2 separate regions of the Mus musculus genome follow, and region 1 is linked to region 2. A link is a contact called in public HiChIP or PLAC-seq data. All regions are on one chromosome and are shown on one strand. The core of a region is the stretch at or near the end of the contact, and the rest is flanking DNA. Distances in the headings are between cores, read along the strand shown. Region 1 overlaps Rasgrp3 (RAS, guanyl releasing protein 3). Region 2 has its middle 82 kb from the start of Gm31759.

Evidence for each region. HiChIP or PLAC-seq counts read pairs in DNA pulled down with a chosen protein or histone mark.
Region 1: a FOXA1 HiChIP or PLAC-seq map of pancreatic cancer cells shows a contact between it and region 2. The contact joins two enhancer-like sites. A contact is called at or near these places in 1 of 484 Hi-C or Micro-C datasets (bone marrow-derived macrophages) and 1 of 115 datasets of contacts at active chromatin or transcription factors (pancreatic cancer cells).

Annotation. Positions count from the first base shown.
Region 1 is chr17:75,503,904-75,509,283 of GRCm38.p6, reverse strand. The region is part of intron 9 of Rasgrp3 (RAS, guanyl releasing protein 3); the gene reads right to left. Among named protein-coding and RNA genes, the nearest start is that of Fam98a, 45 kb to the left of the region's middle. Within about 2 kb of position 4,058, at least 22 of the 459 cell types and tissues checked have an H3K27ac peak or open chromatin away from gene starts, as enhancers often do. A contact at or near this core is called in pancreatic cancer cells, where this site is marked.
Region 2 is chr17:74,865,733-74,871,478 of GRCm38.p6, reverse strand. No RefSeq gene overlaps it. Among named protein-coding and RNA genes, the nearest start is that of Gm31759, 82 kb to the left of the region's middle. Within about 2 kb of position 4,473, at least 75 of the 459 cell types and tissues checked have an H3K27ac peak or open chromatin away from gene starts, as enhancers often do. A contact at or near this core is called in pancreatic cancer cells, where this site is marked.

The DNA of each region.
Region 1 (5,380 bases), core at 2,809-5,308, 640 kb before region 2:
CAGTTAACTCGAAGAAACAGAATTCAAGCAAACAACCACAAGACAAGTTGGGTTCACATCCATGCCTGTTAAGTATGAAGTGAGCCACCCCTCTCCAAATGTTACAGGAATTATTATGGGAAAGAAGAGAGTGAATACAAAGAGTGGATGGAGCCACCATTCAAACCTAAATTTGACACTGGTGAACTCTGGAGCGCTGAACAAGGTATATGTGCTCTAGCCCTCAAATTCTCCATCTGTAAAGTGTGAATAAACTATACAAGTCTCCAACGAACTAGACTTCAATGAGGACCAAATGAAAGAATACATTCAAACTACTTCACAAGGACCCAGCAGACCAGACTGTCCCGTGAATTGCTATATGATGTTATCGGTGTATCTGAATTTATTGCTATTATCACTACACACAGGGAACCCCAGAGAACGATCAGGAAAGACTCAGGAGGTAGTCTGAATGGGAAGGAATGAAAGGCTGACTTCATTACCTGAACTTCTTTCCTAAGAAGAGTAAAGTTGGCATTATAAAATGGTCCCCAAATCTAGGAAGACCCCAAACCTATGTCTTGAAAACCCTGCTTGCGAAGAATGGACTCTGTGTTTTTAACCTTTCTCTAAAGAGTAGTCACACATGTCACATACAAAGGCTTCTAGGAACCAGTTATTCAAAAGAGTGAAATAGGATGCATAAAAAGGATATTTGATGGACACACTGGGACCTGTGGTGGTTAATATCCATTCTTTAGGACCTAAAATCACCAGAGAGAGGTCTCTGTGTAGTGGGCAGAACATCTGTCCTTTTTGCCTCAGTTGCAGTCTGAGGTCTTGCATGGAGCAGTTTCCATAAATAGTGAGAGAATGCTAAATGCAGTCTTCCTTTCAAATTCCTTGTTCTCAGCCCCTGCTTTGATTGGCAAGCAGGTTCCCTTCCTCCTGGCTTGCCTCTTAGGCCTGTGATGTCCAAGTCCCAAGATGACTGGTACCAGCATCCTCAAATGAAGTAACAGCAACTCCAAGACGTTCAGCCAGAAATGCCCACAACCTTTACAAAATCCATGAGATGTTCCTGCAAGTATCCTTGTTGGGTATTTTCCCAAGACAGATGCGCAAAGACTGACACATAATTTGGTCTTCTCCAAATGTCTTCTTTCTACTTATCAATACTGTAATCCTGAGGAAACGATTAAGCTTCTTGACTTCTTACTGGTCAGTAATAGCTTTCCACCTTGGTGAAGGTTTAAGTGAGCTAATGCATATTCATTTCATTGGCTTTGCTTAGAAGCTCACAGATGCAGGCTTGGCACATAGGCAATGTAGCAGCCACAAGTAACGCTGCTTATCTGTGAACAGAAAACTGTCCCCAGGGCCACTGATACCATGTCTGCCCTGACCCCTCAACCCTATTTCCTCTCTCAGATCTTGGTGGGGACCTAGGAATTTTTCTCTGCCTACCTTCCAATTTTAAATAATATGACCAAATTTGTCTAACATATTTTGCCCCCAATGGTTTTGGGCAATTTTCTGATCCATTATCTGTCACATTTACCCTTCAATCCTGTCAGCACAGGTGGCTCTAGAGTTAGATTTTATATTAAGATTTGCTTATTATAAAATAAAACACATTTGATCATATTTACACTCATCAGTTTAGCAAATCGTCCTCTCCTTTTTTCTCTTCCTCCTCCTCCTTCCTCCTTCTTCTCTCTCTTCTCTTCATTTTCTTTTCTTTTTTAAACAAGTCTGTAAAAACATAGGGGCTTTCCAGCTATTTGCATGTGCTCAAAATGATAAGTGTAACTGATGGGGCTAAAAATACCATGAAAAGAGTTTGTCTGTTTCATATATCATGAAACCGAGGCATTAGCCTTGAGAACTCCTCATTTTATGAACTGGGGTCTCAAGGTGAGATGCCGTCTCCAGATCCACCCTGAAAGGGGGAAGAGTCTAAATCTCTACAGAGTGATGCTGTGTTTCCCGCTCTTCACCTCACCCATGCTGTTCGAAGGAACAAAGGACACAGTGGAGAGAAGGACAAGGTCTTTTCCTCATAAATTGTATTCTCTAAATAAATAATGGAAAGAGTTGGAGAAAGTATTATTTAATTTTGCACTGGCACATAATAAATGACATGTTATTAATATGGCCATAGCAGAGAGCAGCTGTGCACCCAACGTCAACCGTCACTATTTATTTCCATCTTAAAAGGCCTTCAGAGTTCCATATGTTAAAAGCTTGTTCAGTGGCTCAGTACTATTGTGATGTAGTGGGGCATTAAGAGGTGAAGCCCAGTGAGAAGTCTTTAAATCATGAGAGCATGCCTCCAAGGGGACTGTGGAACCTCAGCTATGTCCTCTTCCCTTTCCACTCCCCAGCCAGGAGATGAGTGATCTTGTTTTGCCACGTGCTGCCCCACTGATATGCAGCCTTACCACAGGACCAATGCAACGAAGCCAACTGTTAACAGGCAGAGCCAAAAATAAGCCTTTTCGTTCAATAAATTGATTTATACTGGGTATTTGTTATAGTGACAAATGCTGAGTAATTTCTTACCCAAGGGAGAGAGTTCCCCAACCTTGTATCTAGGAGTTGGTCATTTTTAAACTTTGGGGACATTTATAAATCTTCCATCTTTTATTTTTGAGAAAGGAAGGGACAGAGGTGGTATGGCATTTTTCTGTTCCCCACCCCAACCCCCAGGATTTATTACAGGGCCTATGTGAGCATTTACCAGGGAGATGGATGGGGAAGGTGCCAGGAGAACTAGTGATCATGGAAAGTTCCAGCATTGGCAGACAGCCTGATGCACAGAATAGGTGTTTAATGATTGTTCATTAACTTGAGTTTTCTCACTTTCTATTTTTTTAACGTGCTAAAGCATATATGGGTCACTAAAGAACACAGCCACTTGACCTGAAGAAAAAGGAACTCCTCCCTTAAATGCTGTGCTCGTGGACACGCTCTTGTGCCTCAGACAGCTGCAGTCACGTGGTTCTTAATTCAAACGCGCATGTGCTTCATAGAGTGGACACGAGACTCTAGTGGACACATAAGCTTCCTCAGGGCTCATGGTGAGGACATTGCCTTCCACATGGCATCAGAAAAAAACGTAATGTGCCTTTGCGTGTAATGGACATCCTCCTTGATTGTGGGGAGACAAGGATGATCTTAGATATACGAAGAAACTGGCTTAGGTGTCGTGACTGCTCTGCAGGTCTGTGCTGTCCAGGGGAGTCGGTGGGCCATGGCCAATGCCATAAAACTGTTTTCTTATTTTCATGGCTGTGCCATCCTGTATTTCTAGAGTTGTAGAAATGCAGAGCTCATGAATGACCACAGAAGCATGAAGAAAAAGCTACAGTTAAGATGGACTAGCACAGGTTCAAGGCAGAGGTCAAGACTTCTCACTTACGATTTTTTGCTATCACTCTGAGCTATGCAGACTTAAATATGATGCTAAATAGCTTCTACATTGTCCCTCTGTGCTCTTAAAAAAAAAGAGGTGGGCATACTCTGGCATTATTTTTTTTTTTTCATTTGCTTTTCCTAACCAAAAAGAACTGCTTCTTAGCTTTTATTTTTTAAATTCAGGTTTCCGTTTATACCATTGAACTTTCATTAAAATTTTTTTTCAGAACTTTTCTAAACATCTTCTTGATAATGTAGCTTGGTGCATGTAGGTTTTGTGTTTGTTTGTTTGTTTGTTTGGGGACTGAGCCAGGGTCTTGGGCATGCTGGCAAGTATTCTACCATGGCGAGAGCTTCCCCTTGCTTGATGCACTTAAAACTGACTTAATTTCCCTGCTTTATCATTGTCTTCTAGGTGTTGGAGACATTGCCCAAATGTAGGCACCTGTGTTATAAAGTTATACTCATAACCATAACTGTTAAAAGCACAGTCTGGAGGCAGACAGTTGAAACTGCGGACCACACTGGCTCTTCTCTTCAGACATCATCTGTCTGTTTCGTGGTTTGTAGTCTGATTGTGGTTAGAAACCTGGGCACTGATTCACGGAAACATATTTACATGGCAAATGATTAATCAATGCAGGTGCTTGAGTTATTGTGAGGTGGTTCCCCACTGGAGAACATCTTTGTGTTCGTTGTTGAATCACACAAACCCAAGACATCTGTGGTTTGACCACTTCAACGTCACACTAAAAGTACAGTTGATATTACCATTCTACTTAGGGGTGTATCCTTTAGTTGCAGTTAGTGGGTGAAGTCTGGGAGCCAGGCTCCTATTCCAACGCAGCAGTCCTAAGTAATTTAGGCTGCCAGAGCTTAAGAAGAGTCATTGCTTTCATTTTCTATGGACATCAAAAGAGAACATCAGCTCATCAACGGCAGCCGAGTTTCAGATGCTGCGCTGTTATGAAGCCAAAGGGGGAAATTGTACCTTTGCTTGTTTAAGCAAGGATAAGAGAATTTGTTTATGTTCCTTCCTTCTCAAAAACCAAGTTACCATGGAAGATGTCATCTTTTATACACCTGTTGTGTCTAAACACTAGACCTGAAGACCACCCAAACAATCTGTTACAAGTGCCTAAATAAATAAATAAATAAATAAATAAATAGAGTGGCAGTTGACAAAAGGATGTCAGACTTTTTGTCTGACACTCACCACTCCTAAGCAGAGCATTCACTCTGACTCCTGAGTTCTTAATTGTGCCAGGTACTGTGGAAGGTGCTGGGCATGTGCTAACTAAAGCACATGAACAGAAAAAGATAGTTAGTCTAACGCAGAGCAAAGCCTCCTGCAGTTGAGGCGAATGTAAAACCCAGGATAAAGCACAATAGAGTCATTCCTGCTTTGGAAGAGAACAAAGAATGCCCTGGAAAGACTCTTTAAAAAGCAGCACATGGTGGCCCATGGCTAGAACCCTAGCACTTGGGAGATTGAGGTCAAGGGGCCACAAGTTCAAGACTAGCCTGAGCTAAACAAGACCCAGTCTAAAACAAACAACAACAACAACAAAAAAATGAAAACAAGAGAAAAGTAAACAAAAACAAAAAAAGCAAGAAGTCAGCAAGACGACTCAGCAGAAAAAGGAACTCCTTCCACAAACACACCAACCTGTTTTAGCCTTGAATCTATATACAGGTAGGAAGAGAAAACAAACTCATGACGTTGTCCTTTGACCTGCACATGATTGCTGTGTTATGCTCAAGTCTCTCTCTCCCTGCTCCTCCTTCTTCTTTTTCTCCCTCCCCCTCCTTCTCTCTCTCTTCCTCTTCTTCCCCCTACCATGCACACACATAAATATAATACGAAATAAAAAGTTTAAATTAAGAATAAAGACAGAGCTGGGCATGGTGGCGCATGCCTTTAATCCCAGCACTCGGGAAGCAGAGGCAGGCGGATTTCTGAGTTCGAGGCTAGCCT
Region 2 (5,746 bases), core at 3,224-5,723:
CACCATTGCCAGGATTTTATTGTAAAACCACCATCCTCCAGGAAAGGGGTTCCATAGGACTGTAAATGCACCAGACAGGGATCTCTTGGTGCCATCTCTGGAGGCCTGTCTGTCATCTCAGTATTTCACAGAATTCTTATTAAAATTCACAAAACTCACAGTGAAATGAGGAGGAATTTTCAAACAATTATGGCCAAATGACCTGACAGATCTTGGGATCCATGCAGAGAAAGAGTTCACTCCATGGAACGTCACAGTCAAGGATTAAAAATTGTGTCGGTGAGTACTGCCTTAGAGAGATGGGGTCCTAAGATGCAGGGGACTGGGCAACCACAGAGCTCCTCCTCACAGTGAACACCCATCCCCTGCATCCCCAACCGCATGCATGGCTGTTTGCAGAATGAAGCTCTGCCAGTCTCCTTCCATTCAAATCCTCAGCCCTGCTCAGGGCCCGGACACTGGAGTTGTGTGTGGATGAAATAAGATACTCCGTCTGGTTCATATCCTTCCCAGGAGTGCTTCCTTCACATAAAGAATGTGCCAGCTGCATTCCTGAAGATGGGAAAGCAAATGCTGCCAGGACTGATTTGGGATTCTTGGAGGAACATCGTTAGGACAGACAGAAGAGGGACAGTGAGACAGGGGGCAATGGGATGAGTGTTGGTGACGATTCATAAAGCACTGTGCCTTTGATCTACAGGTCACCAGCTATTAATGGATTGCCCTGAGACATCCCTCCCCTTGCCATATACATTCTTGGAATTCTTCCAGAAAAGCCTCAAACCTTAGGGTTATCTTTTTCCTTTGTGTAATGCACTGGTCTTCCATTTATCATCCCTATGCGGTCGTGGGTAAAATTTCACCTTTTTTGTTGTTGTTCCAGATCCAGGCACACATAAGCACTGTCCCTGTAACTGATGCTTTGTGGATCCTGCTAGATATGCCGATCAGTAACTTCTCAGACAGCTCAGACAAAAGTTACCACCCAGCCAGAGCTGTGAGGCAGAGCGTCTCATGCACGGCCTTGCTAGTCAACTTGGCCTTCAGACGTTATCGCTGAATTTTTCCATCACACGACAGTGCCTGGTGGAAATGCCACAGGATATTAAACATGTCAACACCACACTTTTCAAGAAATGTGAGAAGCTGGCTCCAGCCACTAAGATGAGCATGCTCAGTCAGTGAGTAAGGCCCAGCCTCCCTTAGGTTAGCCCCCAGCGTTTCCCCAGACACCAATGTGGAAAGGCATAGGCTCTGGGCTGAAAGACATCAAAGAAGGGAAGAGTCTAGAGTACAGTGTCAAACAATACAAGTTATGCCAGGGAGTTAGCAACTTAGAGTTGTGCAATGTTAAACTCTTTGAGGAGAGGTTTGGTGGTCGGGGTGAATGGAGAGATTAGTTATATGCAGTTCACTTTGGGTTTCTATTGTCAAATCTCACTTCGAAAAGCCATATACTTTCTCTTAATGAGAGGGTGGGGGCAGACAGATTTAGAGAGACAGAGAAATAGGCAGGCAGGCAGGCAGACGGACGGACAGACAGGGGTGGAGTTGGGGCTGTGTGAACCACACTCCAGAGATCATACTGAGTGCGGCCACGCTGCTGCTCACGTTTGGAGTTTTCCACTGTGAATACAATACACATTTGGAACAAGGCACAGAACAAAACCACTCAGCTCAATGACTCATGGCACAAGAACCACATTAACCGCCACCCCAGTTAATGAAGGTGACTTTGCTACTCCCCAGAGCCCTTTATGTACCTCCCAGCCAACACCCACCTGAACCCACAAGAGCAACCAGTTTCACTCACCCTGAGGTAATCACTACCTCTCCTTTTTTACTGACTTAACACCAAGCACGAGGCAGTGAATAACGTAGCTTAATTCCACTGCTCTTTGAGCTTCTATTATGTCCACAGGGGGAAAGAAAGCATGCATACAGGGTGTTAAGAAATCCACCGATGCTGCTGTGGCTGTAGGGAATTCATTATCATCGACGCAGACTGTTGGACTGCACGCCTGGTCCAAGTCTACCTCTGGTAGACGGGTGAAGGGCTTCTACCCGGGGCCTCTGATGAACAATGCTGCTGCAGACAAGCCTCTGTGAGAGCTACGGTCCACACATGGACAGATTTGCACTGTGTGCATCTAGAGCAAAGTTGGTGGGCTGTAGGGTATGCACAGCTTCAAAAGATCGGCAGGGTTTCTAGGAAGAGTGCTTATATAAAGCTGTCATTCCCGGCAGTCACTTTCCTCTCTCAGGAGCACGTAGTAGGTACTGCCACTTAACCATTAGCCACTGATAGAGTCTGTGCTCATCTCTGATTTTAATTTCATGACTCAAGTTGAGTCTTAGCACTTGTTTTGTATTTATATTTGGCTATTCCCTTTAGCACAATGCTCAATTCTTTAGTTGGGTTGTTTGGTTTTCTTTCTTTTTATTGGCTTATAAATGCCAGGCACACACAAACACCTCACCCTCTCTCTGGCGCTAACCATCTCCCCCAGGTAGCCCAGGCTGACCTCAAATGTCTAATCCCCCTGCTTCAGTCAGCCTCCCAACAGCTGGGATTATGGGAACGGGCCACCACACCTGGCTCCTTGTCACGTCTTTAAACAACTTCTAACTTGAATGTAGGCCAATCTTTTAAACAACTGTCTCTGCCAACCACCAGCATGGTATAATGGAGGGGCTCAGAGGCCCCACCCTCTCTGGGGAGCTACTGACAGCTAACGGCTGCTGAATGACAGACTGGAAGTCATTTTCTTCATGACACAAGCACTGGTAAGTTACCCACACTTCAGTAAATAACCTCACACCCACGTGACTGCAAATATCCCTAATTAAGTTCAGTGGGTTGTTAAAACAAACAAGATATAAAAATGGGGGGGGGTCTTGTTAGGGAGAAGCTTTAGAAAGAGTGGGAGGGGAGGGGAGGGGATCAGAGAGGAGGAGAAGGAAGGGGAGAGGGAGAAAGAGAGAGGAGGAGGAAAGAGGAAGAGGAGGAGGAGCGGTGGGGGGAAGAGAGGAAGAAGGGGAAAGGGGGAGGCACTGCTGAGACATAAGCCTGTCTCTGGCCAAGCAGCTGTAGAATTACTGAGACTGCTTTATCAGCCCTGGCACCAGACTTCCTAGAGGCCGACGATTTCAATAAGTAGCGTTGAAGCTCCACAGACAACTGAGATATTCTGCACCATCGTTTCTCAAAATACAGGGCTATGACCGCCCCCCTGCACCCCCAAAACACACCAGGGATTATAGAAACTGGAGCCACGCTGCAGGTCGCCCTCATCCAGGGACTTCACGGCCCCTGAGAACTGACAGATCATCAGCAATGCCCGTTTCGATGACACCAAGAGTTACTTGTCTTATCTGCACACAGAAAACTTCACCTAAGTCCTCTGATAACTCTGGCTGGCCAGCAGTTGAGGAGACTGAGGCTCAGGGAGGTTGGGGGGCTCGACTGTGGCCATAGCTAGGAAGGGATAAAAGCTGGGCTTTCAGTCTAGTTAATCCAGGCAGTCAACTGCCCACTTCATCTTATAGAAACCTGTTATACATTAGCTGTACCAACTAAAGAGGCCTGCCATGGCACTGCTGCTCATGCAATACCAGGCTTTGATACCCTCCTCTCCAGTCCCTGCCCACAGCCTCCCCCCTCCTGATTGTTTCCCCATCCTTAGTCTCTTCTTCCTTCCGGCCATCCATCCGTACCACCTTTTCCCTTTATCTTTCTAACTTGGCTCCTTTCTTCCTTTACCTAACAAATAAAATAAAATAAAATAAAATAAAATAGTCCATCATTCTCCACTGCCCCTTTCCTTAGCCTCACCCTCAGCCCAGAAACAAGGGAAAGCTCGCTACAGATGGAAACCCAGAGAACAGCAGGGCTTTGCAAGCACTAGACCATGGGGAGCCCTAGGAGTCTACAGCTAGCATTGTGCCAGTGGTTATCATCAAATGGTTTCTTACTTGCCCTGTTTTTCTGTTACATATTTTCATTTCCAAAGCCCTGATGCCTCTTCTTGGCTGCTGATGTTATTATATGCCTGCTCTACAAGGCTATAGATGAAGACACAGGCCTGAGAGGTTATGAGTCTCTGAGTCTCCTGAAAGCACACATTGGCCTGTGAGCAGCACTAACTCTATACAGATACTGATAGCCACTTGAGCCCCCTGTCTGGAGAAAGTTAGCCATGCGTGGGTTAGCTCCTTCACTTTGCTATGATTTACCATCCCCTCCCCCTTTCTGGCAAGAACATCACAAAAGATTAAAAAATGGCTCAGAGTTACCATTCAGAAGACCATAATAATATCAGTTTTCCGCCTTGTAGCCCTTGGCAGGACTCCCTTTTCATAGATCACAATGTGGGCACAGGGCCAGGAGATGGCGAGGGTGACTCACGGGTCACTGCAGTTTATAAGTCAGAATAATAAAAGGGAAGGCAGATCTGACATCACTGGCAAGGGGAAATTTTTTGGTGTTGTGTTAAGCGAACTAATTACAGCCAGCTCTGCAGAACGTGGGAGGAGGACAGTGTGGCTGAACAAAGCCAAGCCCAAGGAAGGGGCAAAATAAAATAAAATAGAATAAAAATTGCCCATAGAAAGCCAAACTCTGATACTGCAAAAGGAGTCACATAATGCATTAGCGGCTGTTTGTCCGAAGGTCAAAGGAAAAACTAAAACAGTCTATGGGCACAGATGTTGTTAACCAGGGGGAGGAGAAAGTGTACCATGCCAAGTAGCAAGAGGTACACCCAGCCACACAGCCCAGGGTTTACACGGCCTCTGCTGCAAGCCACACATCTCCACTCCTGCTAACTGAAAGCACAGAGGAAACAATTCAAGAGCCAGCTCAGCTTTTGCGTTCTCCTGGTGAAGAGCAAACGAGCCACAATTATTATTAGGTCTTGGCTGTGAAAGGCGGAGCCCAAGGCTACCTGCAGCCCACGAGGATTATGCTCTTATTAGTATAGTCCTGGGTTTAGTGGCAGCGTCTGTCTAAGGAATACAGCTACTATATTTGAGCGCATACCTGAGTAAGCAGCATGTTGATTGAAGTCTATCTATTTATAAGCTCTCCTGCGTGCTGTGAGAAACCCAGCTGCATTGCCACAGCACGGGCCCCTCCACCCGAATGAAGGCTCTTGGCCATCTCACTTCAGGGCCTGCTGAATGAACAGGCAGACAGGAAGTGTGTGGCATCCACTTCGGAGATTTTATTCCTCACTCTTGGCCAGGAGAGTTCTTATCTAAACAGCAACTTAGGTTGACATGGATGTTATAAAAACAAAATGGAAACAAAAACCAAACCCTTTTCATTGGGCTCAAGTACAGCTTTGAGCTGGTAGAACTACAACTAGTGGTATAAACTGGATAAGGTCCTGCAGAGCCCGAGCTACCAAGACCTGAGGGTACGTCACAGTCCTCAAACTGAGTCTGGGAGGTAGTAGACCGCAGCATATGCTCATCAATTGTCCCACGTTTCTGAGTGGGTGGCACTAACAACACACCCAATAGGAACAAAAGTGACATGGAAAGTCTATCATTTTCTTCAGCGTTTGGGTCCCTCGCTATCATGATGAAGCTTCACATAACAGAGGGCCACGTGTTCCGCCCTTAAATGAGCCAGAGTAGTCTACAGGGCTCTGTAGTTCACTTCCACTTGTCTATACTCACTCAGGGTCCTAGTTAAATATGCTTCATCTCTGGGAAAAGGCTGACAAGGAATTTACTAATT